Regions from separate parts of the Anas platyrhynchos genome. Here region 1 is linked to region 2. Evidence: chromatin contacts called from public Hi-C data. All regions are on one chromosome and are shown on one strand. Each heading gives the region's core, a stretch centred on a gene start, on an enhancer-like site or on the middle of the called end of the contact. The rest is flanking DNA. Distances are from core to core; before and after follow the strand shown. Region 1 has its middle 36 kb from the start of DYNC2I1. Region 2 has its middle 29 kb from the start of ZMYND11.

The links. A called contact is a pair of places that touch in the nucleus more often than the background predicts.
Region 1: a Hi-C map of subcutaneous adipose tissue shows a contact between it and region 2, with 2.8 times the contacts expected there. The contact joins two enhancer-like sites. A contact is called at or near these places in 3 of 8 Hi-C or Micro-C datasets (F1 follicle, small yellow follicle and subcutaneous adipose tissue).

What each region holds. Positions count from the first base shown.
Region 1 is chr2:149,423,061-149,430,102 of IASCAAS_PekinDuck_T2T, reverse strand. No RefSeq gene overlaps it. Among named protein-coding and RNA genes, the nearest start is that of DYNC2I1, 36 kb to the left of the region's middle. Within about 2 kb of position 3,927, at least 1 of the 8 cell types and tissues checked has an H3K27ac peak or open chromatin away from gene starts, as enhancers often do. A contact at or near this core is called in subcutaneous adipose tissue, where this site is marked.
Region 2 is chr2:149,208,821-149,215,565 of IASCAAS_PekinDuck_T2T, reverse strand. No RefSeq gene overlaps it. Among named protein-coding and RNA genes, the nearest start is that of ZMYND11, 29 kb to the right of the region's middle. Within about 2 kb of position 1,310, at least 1 of the 8 cell types and tissues checked has an H3K27ac peak or open chromatin away from gene starts, as enhancers often do. A contact at or near this core is called in subcutaneous adipose tissue, where this site is marked.

The DNA of each region.
Region 1 (7,042 bases), core at 2,678-5,177, 210 kb before region 2:
ACCTTCATACAGAAGTATCTGGCACTACCTCCGAACAGTTCATAGGTATGCTAGAAGATCCAGATGGTTTATGCTGGAGACTTGAGTGCAAGTCAGTTCCAATGTTTCTTGCCTAAAAGACCATCTTTCTCCCTTAAACTTCAAACTGAAGTAATAATATGACTGAATCCTGTGCTGGCAATGGCTGTCTTGAGAACGTGAGAAAAAATGTATGGAAGTTGCTGCTTTTTTGCTTATTTTCCCACTGAGTAAATGCAGACCATTAGACTGGCACTGCATGTAACCTAGCAATGGGGATTATTGGTGTAAGCATTTTTGACCATGAATATGATCAGAAAAGTAGGAATTACTGGTATGCTGTAATAGAATGAAAGTATTCCATGTGTAAGCACCTACTCTTTGTTTCAAACAAAAAAACACTTAATTTTCCATCACCTACTTTGAATGATTGTGAAATTAATATTGCAAGCTCAAGGTATTGGATTTTTCTCATGTTTCAGAAGCAAGTAAAAAAGTGATTAATTAAAAATGAAAAGCTGTATATGAAAGAAAACACATCCACCGTTGATTCCAAAGTGTTTTCACATTTACAGCGTTTTTCCTGGCAGCTCTGATATGTGTACATATGTGTACACATTCTACTGAATGATCCAAGCTCAGATCCAGGCTGGGCAGAAAATGGATTGACAGCAGCCCAGAGGAGAAGGACCAGGGGGTTCATGAGAAGCTCAACACAAGCCAGCGATGCGTGCCTGCAGCCCAGAAAGCCAACCATGTCCTGGGCTGCACCAACAGCAGTGTGGGCATCAGGGTGAGGGAGGGGATTGTCCCCCTCTGCTCTGCTCCTGTGAGACCCCACCTGGAGCCTGCGCTCAGCTTTGGACCCCCAGCACCGGAAGGATGTGGACCGGTTGGAGTGGGTCCAGAGGAAGCCACTAGGATGATCTGGTGTCTGGAGCACCTCTGCCATGGAGGGAGTTGGAGTTCAGCCTGGAGAGAAGGCCCCAGGGAGACCTCGCAGTGGCCTGCCAGGGCCTAAAGGGGGCTTCAGGAGAGCTGGGGAGGGACTCTGCCAGGGAGTGAAGTGGATAGGACAAGGGGGAATGGCTTTAAACTAAAAGGGGGAAGATTTAGATTAGATATTAGGAAGAAATTCTTTACTATGAAGGTAGTGAGGCTGCCCAGAGGAGCTGTGGCTGCCCCATCCCTGGCAGTGCCCAAGGCCAGGCTGGATGGGGCTGGAGGCAGCCTGGGCTGCTGGGAGGGGGCCCTGCCCATGGCAGGGGGTTGGGACTGTATGGTCTTTAAGCGATATATAAGGTCCCTTCCAACCCAAACCATTCTGTGATTCTATGACCTTGATTTAGGAGGTAAAAACTGGTATTGGGAAGCATTTAAAGTAGTCTTAACAATATATATATCACCTTTGGGCAATTTTGGAATATGTGTTTTTTACAGAATCAAGCATGGTTAAAATTAACTGACCCATATAATAGAAACTTATCGTTTTAATGATATAAAAGCTGAATCACTATCCACCCATATTAATAACTTTTATAAAATATCACATCTTGATCTTACGCCAGCAAATTCTGGCAGCAAGGCTGAAAAATTTTAAATATGCAAGATGCCAGAAAGTTTTGGATAAACTTCTGCTCTTATTTTCCACTTTATGAACATGCTTTGAAAGCCTTTTCTATTTAGAACATAAATATTAATATTGTTTTCATTGGATTTTGTCATCTCACAGATGGGAAAATGAAGTTTTCAGTAGCTAAATAAGAAGTTAGCTGAGGAACAAAATTCCTGAATCAGATGGCTGATTTTTTACAACTGTTTAGAAATGCTTTTATTAATCTGTCAGCCTATATTTGCAGTAGAGCTTGGGAGAACAGAAATAGCATGGCTCTTCTTTTGTACCAGAACACTTATTTTTAATTGTACCGAAGGTGACCATCCTACCAAATGCAATTTTGCTTTAATTAATCGTGGCTGTCATTTAGCCGAGTTGTGTTGAAAGTCACAGGAGCATTGCAGCTTCCATAGCAAAGGCAAAATATTCTAATAGCTGGAAAAATTTCAGCAGAACACAGATAAATCATAAAAATAGTTATTCTTTTTAGAGGCAGATTTATTGTTTTTATTTATTTATTTGTTTATTTATTTTCCAGAGGGAGATGGAAATCTATGTTTATTCTAGGTGTAGAAATTGTCTGGGTTAAAGCAGGCAAATCTAAAGGTTCATTGAATGACACAGGCTGTTGGAATAGGCCTATCTGTAGGATTCACATAGTCAGGAAGTGACCAGAGTTTGGCCATCAGTAGCATGTGCAGTGGCATGCAAACAAGGAAAATTTACCAAGATATTGGGTCCGGAAAATAGCTAATGAGCCATATTTTCATTGCTAACTTAATTTCCAATCAACCTTTTCAGTTATCTATTTACAGACAAATGCTTCTTTGTTCATGTGTTTCTGAGCCTGCTAGGTCATAAAAAGGAAGAAGGCAAAAAAAAATCAGCTAACTTCTCTTCTACCAGCAGTTCCTAAAGGTTTCAGAAAGTATATTGATGGAAAATACATCACCCTAATTCCTGATGTCATATTATTCAAACTGGTGTGGAAGGCCCTACATCTTGATGTTACAACATGGTAAGTGGTGATTTGGGTGCCGCTATGTGAAAAACAAGTGGCATGCGGAGTTACTCATCTTTTTCTATATTTAGTGCTACATGAAATGTCTGGAGCTGGACACTGGAGCTATTTAAATACAAGTCCTGTCCAGCATTATTTATTTTTTAAGAAGTCAGCAAATGCATTTATGCAAATAGAAATTGACTATGGCTGGGGAGAGGAAGAGATGTCCCCTTCCTTCCTTGTAAGGTTTTTCACAGCCTTTCCCTCCCCACAAATGCTGTGATTCATCCAGCTTTTCCTTTCTATGTTCTACAGCCACTGGTAACACGCCCACTGTACTGGTGATGAAAAGATGCCCATCAATCAGATCACCTGAGATCTTGGACTGTTGGAAGGGTTTTAATAGCTGGTACCAGGAGCTGGGGATTTTTACCTCCGGAGCAGATAGTGCATTGGCAGCTGCAATGCAGACTTCCTCTGTGTCTGACAAGATGCAATAGTGAACCAGTCCATAATTAATTAATTTATTTATTTTTATACACCACGTAGACTGAATTGAAGCCAGCAGAAATCAATGGAAATTTTTCTATACATAGGTTATATTTCTTCTATAAAGACTGTGGAAAGTAATACGAAGTAAATTTCTCCCAGCAGGTCTTTATTTTTCCTGTGTTCATATACATGTGTTTATAGGCACTGATTGCTCTCCTGCATTCCCAGACACATGCTCTTTCCTCTCTGTTTGCTTTCAGAAGCTAAATTATTTTCTCCTGGACAGCCAACAGTAATACGGTTGGATGCTGGTGACTGTGACACTCGAGAGAGGTAAAAGCACTCAATCATTTTTCTGTAATTTAAAGGTGTTTTAGGTGGAAAAAAAATCTCTGAACAAGTGTTGAAGAAAATAGTTTGTAAATCCAGTAAAATGCTCAGAATGAATTGAGCTGCACAACATGAAAAGGACTGGTGTGTGTGAGGTCGGTCTCTGCTAACCTGGGACTCTGGTTGGTCTCTCCCCACCTCGCTGCTGAGGTGCTGCTTCTGCACCTGGAGATCCTTCTCTGCCCTGGCTGTGAGGGGGTTATGGTAAACACTGAGAACTGTCACGTACCTATGTTATTAAGATATTTAACGCGTATGAGGAATGAGGAAGTCTAAAAGATCTGGATTTCATTTCCACCCCTCAGCATTTCCCATGTTCTGAGGAGCAATGGCCCCAGCCAGGGAGGGAAGAGGTTATCCACAGCTGCTCCTGCCTGGCTGCCGTTCAGCGCGACCTCGGTGCGCCCGAGCGTTTGCAGCAAGATAAGGCCAGCTCCAAGTGTCCTGCTTTCCATCAAATCCGCTTTTGGGACGACAAGGGAACATATGAAACACAGATGTAATTGTGCCTTCTTGTCCTCTGTGATGATGCTAATTCAGGCACTCGGGGGCCTGCGCTGTGTACACATTTTTCATTTGGAACCAGAAACATATTTTCTTCTCAAAATATGGTTTATCGATCTCGGTGGCTTAGTGCAACGTGGTTCTGAGTTAAACTGGCTTTAGATAGATATGACGGGATCAGACCAGACAGACAGAGGTATTCTTCAGTGTGATTCTTCAGTAAAATCAAGGGGTATCATTTGAGTGCAAAGAAATCTGAACTTTTGTCTTCATATGGGTTACTGACAGTGTCACATGCAGACTAATAAAAGCACCAACACTTGTACATGTTTAGAAAAATATATATGGGCCGTAGATCTAGTTGAAACTTTTTGACATTGTGCCTTTAAACTGACTGAATCTGAGCTTAAAATAATTTATATCATATTTATAAATTAAAGAGGCCTAAGTGCTCTCTTTGCATTTTGTGCTGGTGCAACCCAGTTGAAAATAGTGATGATATCCTAGTAAAAGCAGGAATAAAGTAATTTTGTAATAGTCCATACTACCCATTGACATTTATAGCATGATTATTTTTCACCTTTAGCTGAACCCTTACTTCTATTGGATTCATTAAATTTTGTAATATATTTGTTGCCTTTTTCCTCCCAGATGTCAAGTGGTTTTTGCTTTTCGGAGTCTGAAATATAACAGCCTCATTGGAAATTAATCCCATGCACAGGACAGACAATCTGTTGCTGCTGACTAGGTTTACTTCAATAAATTAAGAGCAGTTAGCATATATTATTAGTTTTCTAATGCAGCATGGCTACAGTTTTCTTAAGAGGTCTTTCCTCATAGCCAGGAGTTCTGCCAGGAGCTCACCAGCTGACAATTTCACTTCCATTTCTCTTTTCTGTTGCTTGTCTTGCGACTAGGCGAAATCATTCAGCTCGTCCAAACCACGGTTGTTGCACATCAGGGGTTTCATAACTTGCTTCAAATTCAAACTGCAGGTTTTTTTTTTTTTTTTTTTTTTTTTTTTTTGTGCGTGTGTGTGTGTGTGTGTGTCTGTTACAGAAAAAAGATGTAACACAGCAGCTGGTTAGATGTGTATTTTAAAAGCCACATCTTTAATTCACTTGGGTCTTCTAAGAGACAGAAGAATGGAGGCCTAAGTAAAATGCCTGTACTGTTTAGAGACACAGAGAAGCTCTTCCAGAGGCTTAGAGAAAGGATAGTCCATAATCAGGTATTTGCTATTGTCTTCAAAGAGCAAAGTCAAACAATGAACTCTTACACTGAGCTACTTAAAGACTTAAATTACCGTGACCCTGCTTGGTACTGCAGACTTCAAATGCTGTACCTTAAAGGGAAAGAATTAAGAGAAAAAGTTAATAAACTTTCCTCATCTAAAATCATCTTTGACAACCAGTCAGGAGTCAAGTTCTGTTGTGCTGTTGAAATAAGCGACCAGGAAAACACCCTGTCCCACAGAGCTTATGTGATTTGGGTGGAAGGGATTTTTGTTGATTGCTGCATTTATTTGCAAGGGTAACACGATACTCTTCAAGCCCATGCAGTTGAGCCAAAGGGCAGACTGATTAATTCCAGAGAAGTAGAATAATGACAAAAATAAATGTGAAACCACCCTTCGAACCCTCACTTGGAAGATTAATGATTACTAAGGTTACTTTAGATATCCAACTATTTTTCACATTAGAGGACAGTGTCAAAGGGCCTCATTTAAAGATTAATTCATCCAAAAAGATAGAATTTGCACTGAGTATAATGAAATTCCTTTGCTGAAATTGTTGGGGTTCGAGCCTAGAACCTAGGTTACAGAAAGACTCTGCAGACTGTATATTCCCTGAGTTTCCTTGGCTTTCAGTTTACCTGCTCAATACTTAGCATTTTGGCTGTTCAGAGAGGTCATTTCATTAAACAAAGACATTGCTACTAACATCAGGACTGCATGGAGTCCCTGTTGTGCAAACAGAAATGAAAACCACCTACCCACAATTTTGAAGACTAGTAGTTTACATTTGTTAAAGCTCCAATTCACATTCATTTCATATTTTACAAAGATAGGGATTGCACAGTGTTCTACATTTCATATCCTTTCATCCCTGTCTTAAAAAAAAGTAAAAAAATCAGCCAAACACCCCAGCTGTTTAGTGTCTTCATTGGTCCGTGAAGTTTAAGGTCTTTTTAAAACCTATCCATATATGAAAGTTGCCATATTTAGACAACAGATCAGTCTCATCCCATCCACATGTGCCAATAGCAAGTGCTGAAGAAAGAAATACAGAATAACACAGGAAGCACACTATGATATTTTTCTTCCAAGTATGGTGTGTCTTCCAAGCTTCTGGCAATCCATGGCATAGGAATTTTCTGACTCAGATGGTAACAGATCACAGTGTTTAAGTGAAAGGAAGGCATTTTTTCCCATTAATTCATCTAATAGCTTTTTTAAAACTTTTTTTTTTTTTTTTTTTTTTTCCTCCAAAAAAATGTGGTAATGTATTCCACCAAATAATTACACTGTATAAATAAACACCACTCTTTTAAGCCTACTGGCTGATCATTTGATCTTCTGATCATTCTGGAGAAGAGAAGACTGAGAGGGGATCTCCTCAATGTATATAAATATCTGAGGGGTGGGGGACAGAAGGATGTAGCCAACCTCTTCTCAGTGGTTTGTGGGGATAGGACAAGGGGCAATGGCTGCAAGTTAGAGCACAGGAAGTTCCACACTGACATGCAAAAGAACTTCATGGTGAGGGTGACAAAGCATTGGAACAGGCTGCCTAGGGAGGTTGTGGAGTCTCCTTCTCTGGAGATATTCAAGGCCTGTCTGGACGCCTACCTGGGCAGCCTGCTCTGAGGAACCTGCTTTGGCAGGGGGGTCGGACCCAATGATCTTTTGAGGTCTCTTCCAACCCCTACAGTTCTGTGAATCTGTGATTCTGTGATCATTTCATTCATTGTGTCCTAGACCTTGTGTAATCTGAAATGGGAAACTGGCTGGCAGGTAA
Region 2 (6,745 bases), core at 61-2,560:
ATACATCCAGTTCAGTTCTTTGTGATAGGGCCTGCCTTCTGGTATGCACCCACAATGAGGTTGCAAAAAAATTGTCTTCAGAAGTGAAGAAACAAACACTGTTGCACACTATAGCAAAAGATAATCAACACTATGCACAATGGGTATCTACCTCAGTAACAATCAACTGACTTCATCAAAATTTATTTCATCATTTAATAGTCTCAATACAACTGAGCAGAGAGCCTAAATGCAGCAATGCAGCATGGCAAAGCACCAAAACCATAGGAACTACTCTAGGAACCTCTAGACCTTATCTTGTGTGTTTATCTGTATCAGAAAGAGCAAAAAGAGGGTTAACAAAAACATAGGTCCTGCAAATGCGATGAAACAGATGGGCCAGGAATACTGGATGGCCAAAACGCAAGTCTTTGTGGTAGGATACAAGTCTTCAAAACAAAAAGATATGTTTTTCTTCATACGTAATGAAAGGGGTAAATTCTGTCTATCCAGGCCACAACTTCAAAAAAATCTAGAAACATTTTTGAAAAGGCATCTACTACTTCAGCTTTGCCTTTAGCAAGCTCTTCACATGACCAGGGTTAATCAAAAGGTTTCCTTACAGGGAAGTATATTTCCATATTCCTCCGCCCTCTTGTGTTATTGAGATATTGAGTAATTCCTTTCAAAAAATACTTTATCTTCGATTTGGCATTTTAAGAAAAAAGAGTTTTACTTCATTTTCTAGATACCAGTGCTTTTTTGTCTCTGTATACAGTATTTCTATTTCTATCTATAGATACTCTGGCTTAGAACAAATTTGGCAGTGTTAAGGTATTAGAGCGCTGAAGTATAATATACATCCTTCGCACATGTCACAACATACGAATTTGTAGCTCTCAGGCTCTGCTTGTTTTAGTTTATTTTCAGTGCCTGGATTTGTATACACTTTGCTGGAGGACATAATAATATAGCGCTCTGAATCTGCAAATAGCTTTACTAGATTTTTTTATTAGGCTTTACATTTAAACTAAGATTCTCTATTGCATAACTCGTATTGTTTGCCATCTGCATGTTAATTGAATAATTCAGTGCCCTAAAACTGCAATACATGTGCACTAACACAAAAAGGAACACAGCTGCTAAATGCACTATTTATCTGAAAAATGAGCCGAAGTCATAACATTTACATCCAGATCTGCATTCCCCTGTTTTTCGGGTGATGCAGGGCTCTTTTCTCAGTGCAGGGCTCACTGTCAGCCTGCGTCAGGCTCGCCGCTACCTCCCTGGAGCAGCCAGGCAGTGCTGCACTCTTCTACTTGTAAACTTGCTTGCCGATGTGATGGGAAACAGCGAATGCTTTGGCTACAAATTTAGACTCCTCATCCCAAGAGGTCCCACCAGATCCCAGGCTCGGGGACAAATCCAGGCTCTTTTTTCATGTCCCCTGTGTTCCAGAAGGGTAATTCAAGACATATGCGTTCGCCTGCTGAAAGCCATGAGAACAGCTGCTCCCTCCCCATGCAACGTGAGTGCTCCTTCCCCTCACATGGCTTAGCGGCTGTAGGACTCGCTGAGGACCAGGAGGGAATAAATGAAGGATCAGAGCGTGTATGTTATTATTTGCTATGTGTTGCTCTCACATCTGTTTATAAGGCTTTGGTTTTCCCAGATTGTGTGTAAATACAGCTAGAGGTATGAGGATTGCTACAAAACATATAATAGATTGTCTATAGCCTAACAGACTATAAGAGTCTTGAGTCCAAAGGTGTAGGTACATTTCAGAGAGTTCTCCTGGTCTCTTTGAATGCTCCAGCAGCAATCTTCCAGCAATCTTCTAGAATGCTTCCAGCAAGCAATAGACTGAAAAACACCCTTAAAAGTGCCATTACCAGCAGATATATTTATATCTAGTTAATACCATACTTTGGCTTTTAAACCTTTTTTCTTTGTTATTTCTTGTTTTAGAATTGTAACTAAACTTAAAATAATAATAATAATAATTTTTCAGCTACTGTTGTTTCCAGGAAGGCCTGCAGTGCACTAAAGTTTGCAGAAACAGCAAAAGGCAACGTGCTTTGAGACAGCACATACATGAGATTTTTTGTAAAGGAATTGATGCATGGTGTGGAGGGAGGTGAGGGAGGAGATGTAGCCCCATCATTCTTCTGCCCAGCAGATCATTATTCTGCCAGGGAGACAGTTTGAAAAAGACAGCCATTATCTTCTGAAGAAGCAGTATGGCTGGGAGAAGTCCACAGTTATTAGAATCATTTATTTTCACTCATGAAACTTAATGATAATGAGGACTATCAGGGCAGGAATACCACAAAAATAGCTGTTTCAATGTCCTCTCTAAAACTGTGCTGTTTGCACTGCCCAGGAAAGCAAGAAAATAATTATGAAGAAACCAAAGGGAAAAAAAAAAATCACTAAACTTCTTCCAACCAAACCCAAACCCAAAGATATGAGCAAATAAACTTATACTAATAAAGCCGTGTTTTAACCAACATCAGCTCATTGTCAGACAGGACATTGTTTGTATCCTGGTTTCTGAAGCAGCTGGAATAAATCACCCAAGTAGCAACTGTTTGAAACACAAACAAACAATATCTTCTTACAAGTTGACCTGATGTATTATGACAAGAAATATTTTGGCTTCTGCACTCATGATCGCTTGGGTTTACAAACTGTCAGCTGCTTCCAAGGTGTAAGCTTATTACCTCCAGAATATTAAAGTTCCAGAAAAAGAACATGTCTAAGATGTTTGAGCAGAATATTTATAAAATGGATTGCTGGCAAAGTTGCTGTTGCTAGTTTTATGCCAAGGAGGTTTATGGGTGAAAACCTGTCTAGTTTCTGTATATATATTAAATGAGAAAGATTAGTTAAATGTCCTTTTTAGAGATGGATTATGTGAACTCTTAAACATTCTTAGTATTCATTTAGAAAAATAAGTCTGACATAAGCGTGCCATTAACATTGCATTTCTCCAGGCTGCACACACACACACACACACACAAAAAAAAAAAAAAAAAAAAAAAAAAAAAAAAAAAAAAAAAAAAAAAGAAGGGGGGGGGTAATAAATAAAAGATATATGGTACACAAAATCACTGCAACAACAATGTTAGGAATTTTACCTTTTCAAACATTCTCTAATTCATCGGTGTTCATACTTCACACTGGTGGAGTGTTTCTACCAAGTAACCTCAGATTTACGTAGAAGCAAATCAGAGCAAAACATTTTATAGAAAGCAGTGGATTTGTCTTGCCAGGCATCAGGACAGAACAAGGACTGTTTTTCAAAACTGTGTTTATGCTCCTAGGAGCTGAGCATTGGTGGAAATCTTTACCTCAACAGTGATTATCACCTGTTGCCACTTTTCCTCTCTAAAAGAAATCTGGTACTTGTCTACTATTGCTAGGTAAGCCCGAACATTCAGGACCAAAAACAGTAAATATATTCTGAAAGTACAAGGGGTGAAATCCAGGGTTTGGCACAATGTCTGTGCAAGGAGGACACACAGATACCGCTGTGAAGTCCTTTGCAGTGCAGCTGTGAGCTTACAGGGTTTTCATATACTCATGCGTGAGGAATGCAATGCCCTGTGAATTCAATTGTGGGCCAGATTTGTCTTTTGAGATTAAAACTCTCACTAATCTGCTGGGAGCATATGATTTCAAAGAGTGTGTCTGACTATGATGAATGCCACTGCTGCATGCTGAGCACTCCTGCTGCACACTTAGCAGCATGCATCTTGCAGACATTTTTCTTGTTTTAAACCCTCCCTGGGTTTACAGAAATCCACCACATAGTCATATTCGAAAAGTTTCTTCAACTTGGAAAGATTTTGCTAGTATGAAAAAAATTCTTTGAACAATCTTCTGGCCCCACAGGTGTTAACAGTTTTTTCACTGATTTGAGCAAGGCCAGAATTTCAACCCTGTTAACTGAAGGGATATCTGCAAAAAGTATTTAAACTGTTAGCACTTGTACCGATCAGGTCTCTGTGTGGTTAGAGCCTAACTCTACAGCTTTCATAAAAGCAAAGGTTTAACTTATAAGGACTTGGCTCCTGCAAAGGTACTTTCTATTTTCACCAGTGAAAGTATACACAAGTGTAATTTATTCTCTTCTGGGAATTTTATTTGAATATGTAGTAAGTGAAACAAACAAATTTGAGCTTAGATTTTATTTCATGTGAACTAAATGATATTAAGTGTTGCTCTATTTTTCCAAACACCTTTGCGGAGTTTCTTCAGCAGAAAAATAGGCAGTTTTCAGCAGGAGGGAAGAAAAGATAAATAAATAAATAAATAAACTGTTCTGAGAGCTACATGAAAACTTGAGGACTTTGGGTGTCCCAAAATGTACTGCCTGCCCTCTTCAGCATCTCTGTATCTCAGAAAAAACTACAGGTAAGTGAAGGTGATTTTTTACTGTGTCAACACTTCATCTATGAGACAATAGCTCTGTCCTGATGGTTAGCAAGGGAAATACCTAAGCAGATCTGTACACAAAATTCAACGATAATAAACGTCATGCTTACTTGCAGCATGGTCTTCGTTCTTGTAAGGCTTTCACCAAGTGCTCTCCACAACCAAGATTTGTGTTGTAAATAGCTGGGGAATAAAAAGTCTTCTTAATCATATGAGATGCACCTGTTAGCCCTTCAAACAAGGAGCCTGACACTGAGGACCCCCGTATACAGAGCATGTTTTGTTCTTAGAGTTGGTTTGACTTCAGGGTTATAATAACATTTTTTTAATATGTGACGTGGCTATCAGTAAGCATTAAGCTGTAGAAATAACTCGTTTGTGTCATAGTAATGCTTGCTCTAAATTTGGGGTTAGTGGGATATTTTGTCTTGAGGCTCTAAAAAATCTAAAAAAATAAAAAATAAATAAAAAAATTAGAGCACGCAGAAATAGCATAGGGGCCCCAAATGCTTTTGACTACTTTCCCAAACAACCCCCCTCCTTTGCAACATCTTCCCAAAAGAGTGTGGAAATTAAGTTAATGTCAGCTACAAACTTCATAACATCACTACCAGGAAACTGGATTGCACATTTTCAGGGAAAAAAGATTCAGCATATATTGCATTTTTCATTCTGCTTTTTATCCTTTTTCTCCATGGAAAATATTCTCATCTTGGCTGCAAACTTAGATAAAGTTTCAGCATGCTAGAGGAAAATAATGTGTTTTTCTTTTTCTGCTTTTTTTCTTTCTATTTGGGATTCTTTTAATCCTTCTTGGAGAACTGATATACCCTTAGTTTCCTACATTTTTTGCACTTGACTCAAAGATCTGACTGTGATAAATGGCCACAATGAAGCTCCTTGGAAAATCTGATGGTATCACTCCTGCCTCTATTGCAGAGCTCCTAGGTTGCAACAAGGATATAAATGCTTTATCCTGATGACCTCAGCTCCAAGAAGAGGGAAACAAAAAGAGAATTATGGGAGAAATGTATTGACCTTGTTGCTTCTGTGCTTAAGATTTGTTATACTATTTAAGTGCATTATTAGTTTTACATGATTCTTCACTTGAAAAGGATTTTATGAAGAATTCAGTGCAGCTAATCATTGAAAAGTAACTGCAAAAGAATAACTAGCTTGGTGACAACGATTTCCCACAGAAAGCAGAGGAACACAGAAAAAAGCTAAGCAGTAAGGTCTGATTTATTTTTGTGATTAACTGCTGATCTCAGTGATACACTGGAAAAATTCAGAACATGCAGGACCAGCATTGACAGGATAACCAAATGCAATTAAATAATATTTGAGTGCTCACAATGAAACGTTGCATACTGTTTACAGCTCATATTAGGATTTCAAACCTCAGAAAGAGAGAGGAGTGACTCAAACGCCAAGCTCTTTTGAAATTGTGATAGACACTCAGACTTAAAAAGATGCAGAATTTAAATCAGGTTCAGCTCCCATCAATAGGTGTGGGCTCTGAGTCTGTCATTTTCAGGCATTTCTAACATCCTCTGACATGCATCTTAACAGAATGTAATGGATTCGGAAAACCTTTATGAAATACAGAGCATTTATATATAGAGAGAGACATATTTATATGTATAGAGAGCTAACAGGGTGCCACACAGAAATCTGTTGGAAGTGGTGGGTGTCCACCTCCCTCCGAAATTGAGCTTCTACCTTGCTGCCCTCTTCCAATACCTTACAGGTAGTTGTAGAGAAGCTTCTCATCCTTCCTAAGATAACAGCTCATCCTAGATCTTCTCTAGGATGCACAGTAACAGGACAACAGACAACAAGCACAAGTTGTTCCGTGGGAAATTTCATGCAGATTTAAGGAGAAAAAAAAAATCGTCCTGAGAAGAATTAAACACTGGTATAGGCAGCCCAGAGAAGTGGTGGAATCTCCTTTGCTGGAAATATTCCTTGGCTAGACAGTGCTCTGGTAAACCTAATCTATGGCCTGGCTTTTGGCTGGTGGATGGATAAGATGGTCTCTAGAGGTCCCTTCCTCTAATAAAATGAGAAATAAGATGAATAAATTATGTCCATAAGGTTCAGACAACAGATGTTCTTCAGAAGTCAAGGAAAGATATTCACCCCTCACTGAGGTGAGGGTCTAGAAATAGTAGTCACTAGGCAGTGTCTATCCCAGCTGAGCCCAGCTGAGCATGGAGCCCAGGGGAAAGGAGCCATGTAGCAAACTGTCCTACTCTCCAAAATAAATGGCTGCTAGAAAATGTTTATCTGAGCTGGTCCCTGTCTGGTCCTCACCACAAATGGT